Regions from separate parts of the Danio rerio genome. Here region 2 is linked to region 1. The links are chromatin contacts, called in public Micro-C maps. All regions are on one chromosome and are shown on one strand. The core of a region is the stretch at or near the end of the contact, and the rest is flanking DNA. Distances in the headings are between cores, read along the strand shown. Region 1 holds the start of ptges (prostaglandin E synthase). Region 2 holds the start of ttll11 (tubulin tyrosine ligase-like family, member 11).

Region 1 (3,845 bases), core at 538-3,037:
GTAGGTTGGGTGTAGGTGGAGTAGATGCTAATAAAACACATCAAGGTTACACACGGTAACACAGCAGGTTACTGTGAGGTTGGATTAAGGGTAAGGGTATGTGTAGAGATTCATTAAGCACAATTTTGGAATCTGCGTCATGTACAAGACATTAAATAAATAAAAACTCCAGATTTGTACAGCTCACTTGGAGCTTGAAAGTCCACCCTTATGGAGCTCAAGTCCCACCCCCTTCTTGGAGCTGGCTTCGACCTCCGTTTATACCCTTCTCGTTTCCTCTGGTCTTGGGTGTTTGAAAATGTTGTGTTATCATCAGGGGCAGAAACTTTATATTGATTTTATATTATATTGATTTTTGTTTGTCTTTTATTAATTTAAACTGGTGTTTTTCTCATTTCTTTTGTCTGTTTTATCTTAATGCAATCTTTACTTTTTGAATTATTTGTTTCCTTAAAATGAATCCACAACTACAAATAATAAAAAAATTAACAAACAAATCTTTACCTTTATCTTTTCCTTTCTATGTATTTTACCATGATTGTAACTTTTACCATATTTTACTATATTAACTTTTACCATATTTTACTATATTTTACCATATTATGTCTTTTGGAGGGAAGCTAGCTATAGGACACTGGGGTTACACTCCTACGCTTTACAAGAAGTGCCATGGGATATTTAATTACCACAGTCAGGACCTCAGCTTAACATCTCATTCGAATGACAGTGCTCGCAGATAGTATAGTGTCCCCATCACTATACTGGGGCATTAGGACACACAAAAACCACAGGGTGAGCACCCCTGCTGGCCTCACATATACAGATATCGGAGAAAAATTTAACTTACTGAATCAATGCAGTGAAAAGGTGAAATAAATGCTTGTATTTATTTTTGTCTCTGCTTTTCCATATTTTGTTAGTAATTACATGCAAGCAATTTAAAGTTCACCGTTCCCGACTGACTCATCCAAGTTGAACACTGAAAGTGTTTGCATTTTCAGTTTCAACAGAAACGGTTAAAACTAACTAACATAAAGAGTAATTATCCAAAGGCAGGACAATTAATAAACCTGGGGGCTAGGGTGGTCAACTAAATTGCATTGACACCCCCTGTCCACCAGCTCCACCCGAGTCAATCAGGACAGCACATTCATCAAAATCTTTAGCTGCAGGCGAATGCAGTCGAGAGCAATTAACTTAATTACAGCACCACTTAAGAGTGTTTCATATTCTCTGTTACACATAGACTAGTTGTGATTGAACTAACAATTTTTGTTTTCAGAGCATTCTCTGTTGGTGAACCAGGAAAAAGTTTTTTAAAGTTTAAAAAATATTTCCACTCCAAAGAATGGCTGGGTTGTTTGGTTTATGTTGAGTTAAATATGGACAAACTCCAACCTTTGGGTTAAAAAGTGTAATATAAAATGAATGTCCAGTTTTTCATGTGGTTTCCCAAACGGAAACATGGAATAAACCTAATGATTTGTTCTGTTGTACAATATTTTTTCTTCCACAATTACTTTAAACAATTTACACTAGAAATATGCAGCCACCATTGTCCAGCAACCATTTTAATGGTTGATTCCTTTAGATGGCTAAAAATTAAAAAACTAAAAACTAAAATATTTGAAAACTAAAATAACTGAAAAAAATAAATAAAAAATAACTGAAAATTAACGTATACAGTTTTCAGTTTTATGGTGTCTCATTCTCTCATAAAAGGACAGCAGGCTAGCAGTGAGGGAGGACAAAACAAGTTTGCACATCAGTGAAAGTTTTTTTTTTTTGTGCCAAGTATAATGAGGAATGGGAGGGCTTAACGGACTGGCTTCCCATATAAAACCTCCAAACACGACTATGCTACAAAGTTTACACAGAGAGATAGAGGCTCAAGATGCTCGGGAGCGACATACAGTTGTGCTTCATCTTCTACAGCACGCTTTTAATCTTGAAGATGTACATTATTGCCATCATCACGGGCCAAGTGAGACTTCGGAAAAAGGTAGGCTTACTTTGGAACCATTTGTTCATACTTTGAAAACGGGTTTCTTAATACTGCGCGAAACACAACGCTGGCGACGCCACAGAATCACTGCAAAACAGTCGCGTTTAATCCAAACATTTCTGTGCTGCGTCGAGCGAAAACACGTGTTTATTTTAGATGGAACACGCTTAGTCTGCATACTGCAACAGCTTCTGGAATGAATAAAGACCTTCGGTCAGAAATAGAATGAGTTCTGATATATGTATTTGATATTTGTGTATTAGGCGTTTGCTAACCCAGAGGACGCCGAGAGACACGGAGGTGTGCAGTTCTGCCGCACGGATCCATATGTGGAGCGCTGTAGGAGGTAAGAGCACAAAACTACGATTACATGTCTGTGTGCTTTTGTATATTCCATTGACTTTCCCGCATGTCTTAGTATGAAAGTGACAAGAAAGTGGGCAACAGTTGTCCCAGTTAATACACGAAGGAATACATGTCTGTAACATTAGCAGTCGAAATTTAACTACACAGGCTATTAAATAATACAACAGAAATTAGAATGTATGTAACTGCATAATTCAAGTAGACTGAAACCAAAAATTGGGCATTGTACAAATATAAAGTTTGCTGTAAATTTATAATTGTAGTTTAGCCTACATTTTGAAAAGGATGTGTTTGACTAAAGTACCAATATTTCTTCTAACCTTTGTTATGCAGATTACACTGTTATGTTTATGCTGTTAACTCATACATTCTTTTATTTAAATGTAACAAATTTGTTATACTCTGTGCTCATTCCAAATTTTTGTGAAATTAAATTATAACTAAAAACATGATCTCCTTAATTTTTTCTGTGAAATTAAGAAGCAGTTTATTTGAAATAAAAATCAATGCAATGCATTTATTCTGCATGCATGCATTCAGTTTTCCATATAGGAGAGATTTTGCAAAATTTGCCTTTGTTGTCTGTGAAAACATTGCGTGTCTGTTGGGTTCTTTAGTCATGCTCCCACTGGGCCTATTCAGTTAGAAAATCTGCAGGATGTCTGTCAGATTTCCTTTGGTTACTTTGTTTTCCCAGAAAAGGACTACATGTTTGTATGGCATAATGTGAATAGAAAACATCAAGCTTTTTCCACACTGAAGTGCAGGTATAAGATAGCTTTGTAGTCTTTATATTTTCACCTTTCCTATGGGCTTGCGTATGTTTCCATAGTAGACTTTTCTCAGTAACTATACTAACACTGGATAATAGACTTCGCTGCATGTAGGAAACATCTTTAAGCTGCTGGGTTATTCTTTTTTTCAGTTTTACTTATCTTTAGGAAACAGCCGGTTCTTTGAGGCCCACTCCTGCTCATTCTGCAAATGATAAAGATGTTATTTCAGTAGGCTGCAATCACTGAAATCACTCTGCTTATTTCTTGGCATCTAAAAGTCTTGTTTTCTGCCAGTGAATCTTGCAAGGTATTTGGTGATCTTGATGTGAGGGGTTGCATGTGGTTGCCAGATTGGTAAAATAAGATATGGTAGACTATGAAGAGCAAGTTCCAACAAGACCGCTACTTGGCCATAATTGCTATGCATTCACAAAGGTATTTCACTACAGCCCTGTGGCTAACAAATGACAGAACCAGGAAGAAGGTGTTTGAAAATTCCTACTAGGAACAAAAGCTTTGTGTTGATGAATTAACAAAAATGGTTTTAGTGGCAGGTGGGCACATCATCCTTGGTTTTCTGAGAAATTTATGAAATACATATAAATATACAAGTCTTTCAAACACTTTTTGCTGTCAGTTACAATAATTTTCAACATCATCATCTCTAATTATTTTTCATTTAAAACCATAATTATTAT
Region 2 (3,845 bases), core at 528-3,027, 270 kb after region 1:
TTTAGTTGCATTATTAGCAATAAAAACAATTCTATTAAAACAATGTTTTCTATAAAAATAATAATAATAATAAGTTCTCAACATTACACTCCAAATTCAAACAATTATTTTGTTTGTAAAATAGGTGTCCAACAGTGTGTGGCTTAATTGTAACACCCTGTAACAACCAACCTCACTGTCTCATGTTTTCCTAAAATCTGGGTAGCAGTCACTGTGTGTTTCTTACATCTTTCAAAATGATTTAATCTTTTAGCCTAAAAAATGGTAACCACCACAATATAAGATTTTACGTTCATTTTTTCGTAGATAATTTTTTTGAAAAATAAAAATATCGAGTATAATAAAAAATACTTTCATGCTTCAAAAATGGTTTTCTCCTGTGTTTCTCATCCAACTTTCACCGAAATCTTTCAATAACTGGCAGGCAGGAAGATGTCTGCTGACACTGTGGTGAAAACCTTGGAAGCATAACATGGTTAACTTTGAGCAAATACCTTAAAACTCTGTGTTACATTTAATCCCGCATTTGTGTCCCACGCTCCCCTAATAGAAATAAAAGAAAATGATATAATAGGCCCATTTATTCATTTCAGCTTAGTTCCTTTATTAATCCAGGGTCACCACAGTGGAATGAACCGCCAACTTATCCAGCACATGTTTTACGCAGTCTATGCCCTTCAAGCTGCAACCCATCTCTGGGAAACATCCATACACACTCATTCACACTCGTGCACTTGGGATAATTTAGCTTACCCAATTCACCTGTATTGCATGTCTTTGGACTTGTAAGGGAAACCGGAGCACCCGAAGGAAACCCACGCGAACGAAGGGAGAACATGCAAACTCCACACAGAAACCGAGGCTCGAACCAGCGTTCTTCTTGCTGTGAGGCAACAGCACTACCTACTGCGCCACTGCGTCGCCTAGGCCCATTGAACAATATATTTTATTCATATTTTATTATTACATATAAATACCTTTTTATTACTAACGTTACTACTATTTAATGTGTTTACACAATCATCCCGCTCACTGATTTTTCGCTTCGCGTATAGCTTGACCGCAATATGTTGCTGTCATGTGCCTCGACGGCTTCCGTCGGTTGCGTTGCGTTGTCAACAGGACCAAAACACCAGCCGCGACAGCAGCACACGGGAGCTTAACTTCTGGTGTGATCGCTGGTCATCACCTTATCTGTCCGCCTGCATTAACTAAACCAAGTCTTGGGAAACAGCAGGTAAACTGGAAGCACGCGATGCCTTCGTTTAGCGATGCGGCGTTTGTTTAAAGGCGCGAGAGCAGTCGATGCCCCTCACCGGCACTTTAGAACTGACCGAAACTGACAGGGGGAATGCGCTGATGCGCCCAGCCATGCCCCGCTCCCCCCTTTCATATATCAATGCCGCAATGTGTGCCGTTAGTTGAGTATTTTCGTAGAGAATGGGATGAATTAAGCACGAACGTGTTTATATGCAGCGTTAGTGTTGTTTTTATAGGCGATTAAGAGCCTCTCTCTCTGCAAAATCGCAAGCTGGACAGCTCTTGTGCCCGGAGCCACTCCTGTCCCGTTAGATCGCCATCAAAAACACTCGGCACATTGTTAGTGATGTGCTATCTGTCAGCGCTCATAAAGCTTTTATAATGCTGAGATGTAATCTAACCATGGAGTCGACTCGTCTTGATGCTACTTTATCAGACTCCATATTTGGCTATTTTATAAACCGCTTTACTAGTTTTATGCTTTAGTTTGGGAATGTTTGCACCTCGAGCTAGTGTATCAATCTAACATATTCAGCAACCTAGATGAGATAACAAATCAGCCGAGTATTAATTAACACTATGAGCGATCACTACGAGAGAGTGAAGATTGAGCTCCAGCAGATGAAGGCAGTGGAGACCGAGGCCGCGGCCGAAGAGGAGCATCTGTCCCCGGCCTCTTCAGTCCCTGCTGACGTCTCCTTCACGGCTCTTCCTCGGGCTCGGAGGGACCTCTCCAGAAGCAGCATCAACGGGAGAAGTCGAAGTAAAAGCCGAGGTAAAGCAGACGGGCATGAGAAACAGGTGAATGGCAAACATCTGTCAGATGTGGCGCCGCGGAAGTCGGACTGTTCACAGGAGAAAGGACAGAATCGTGTGAGCAACGAGCAAAACCTTCACATTAAAGGGACGGGTAGACTTTTAAAGAGCAAAACAGCGGCAAACGGTCATGTTGAGTCGTGTCAGAGGCAGACGGATGAGAAATGTGAGCATCGTGGCAAAGAGGACGGGGGCAAGGTGGCCAAAAAGAGGAGAGCAGTGACGGTGGACACCTCCAAGGCGAAGACATCGCTGGAAGCGCTGAAGATGAGCATCAGGCTGCTGAAGTGGAAAGAGGTAAGAGCTCAGGACCCACTCCTGTGTCCTGACACGAGATCACATTTAACTTTTTCTGACTCTCTTTCCAATTACAGGGATTAATCGTAGTGGTGTAGCCATCTATTGACAGCGGGGATTCGTGGATTTTGTTTTTTTATTTATTATATATTAGACTTTATTAAAATGTTATACATTAATTGTAAATTAGCTTGGGTTAAATAAGTTGGGAAATGACACTGTCGTCACAGCAAGAAGGTCGCTGGTTCGAGCCTCGGCTTTGGGTCAGTTGACATTTCTGTGTGGAGTTTCTCCCTGTGTTTGTGTGGATTTTCTCTGGGTGCTCTGGTTTTCCCCACAGTCCAACAACATGTTGTATAGGTGAATTAAATTAGTTAAATGTGTGTTAATGAGGGTGTACGGGGGTTGCAGCCATGGGCGTAAATCTGATTTAACAGTAGAGGGAGGGGGCAATAAATAAAAAATTTCTTTCGAGCATTTTTTTGAAGGGGACACAAATAATACTGCCGAATTGTACTATTAAAGATAAGTCCCCGCAGTTAAAAATGGTTTTATCATCATTATTATATAGCATGGAGACTTCGTCATTATGATTATTCTCAAAGTTTTTCTCCGGTTCAATAACAAAGCAAATTTTACCTCAAAACTATTTATTGCATTGTTTGTTGTGTTGTTTACAGTCAACAGTCAACAGACTCCTGAAGCAGAATAAATGCAGGAAAAGACATTTTCCATACTCATAATAACTAACTTTAAAAACGTTAAAATGACTGATCATATTGTAAATCTGTGAGCCTGTGAAATCTGCTAAACAGCCACAACTCCGAAAACATTAAAACAATTGTTCACCCCCCAAAAGAATTGTCATTATCCCTTTAATAAAGCACAACACCCTTACCTGACACTGTACATCTGACTGACCCTGCTCTGCCTGTTCCTCAATCATTTCTTTCTCCTTTGCCTGTGATTGATTTTGTGACATTACTATTTAAGCACTCATTCTGAAAGCCAAACTGCTTAATATGTAAACTTTTTGTACTTAATGTTTAGCTGTTTTTTTATCCTATACATGACACTGAAAGGCACGTTTATTTATACTGTAGCACATTATATACACAATGGTAATTCAAAGTGCTTTACATAAAGAATACAAAACTAATATAAAAAATAATCACAACAATAAAAACAAAGAATTAAAAAAGGTTAACATTTTAATTTCAAATTAATTGAGTAACTTAAAACAGAATAGAAACTGATTACACAAAAAATACAATGGGGTTAGTGGGCTCAGTGTAGCAGTGCTCATTTAGCAAATACACAGCTAAACAATATGCTAATTAATTGTGGTCGTTAATGTTAAGTTAACATTATGCCAAGTCGTCACAAATGAAACAATGCATGGGAAACGGCTTTAGCGTTAGCAACAAGCTATTGTTAACTATATAAGTAATTTTAATCGCTAATACAGCAGA

The links. Hi-C and Micro-C count contacts between places; a contact is called where the count stands out from the background.
Region 2: a contact with region 1 is called in a Micro-C map of caudal fin, with 2.5 times the contacts expected there. The contact joins the promoter of ttll11 here to the promoter of ptges in region 1. A contact is called at or near these places in 2 of 18 Hi-C or Micro-C datasets (caudal fin and embryo) and 1 of 4 datasets of contacts at active chromatin or transcription factors (embryo).

Annotation. Positions count from the first base shown.
Region 1 is chr5:33,959,524-33,963,368 of GRCz12tu, forward strand. It overlaps ptges (prostaglandin E synthase), which reads left to right and starts at 1,788. Exons shown (of 3, transcript NM_001014828.2): 1 at 1,788-2,002; 2 at 2,269-2,351. The coding sequence starts at 1,895. LOC141385838 (a long non-coding RNA gene) reads left to right here. Exons shown (of 2, transcript XR_012406921.1): 2 at 1-497.
Region 2 is chr5:34,232,319-34,236,163 of GRCz12tu, forward strand. It overlaps ttll11 (tubulin tyrosine ligase-like family, member 11), which reads left to right and starts at 1,778. Exons shown (of 9, transcript NM_001077375.1): 1 at 1,778-2,373. The coding sequence starts at 1,840.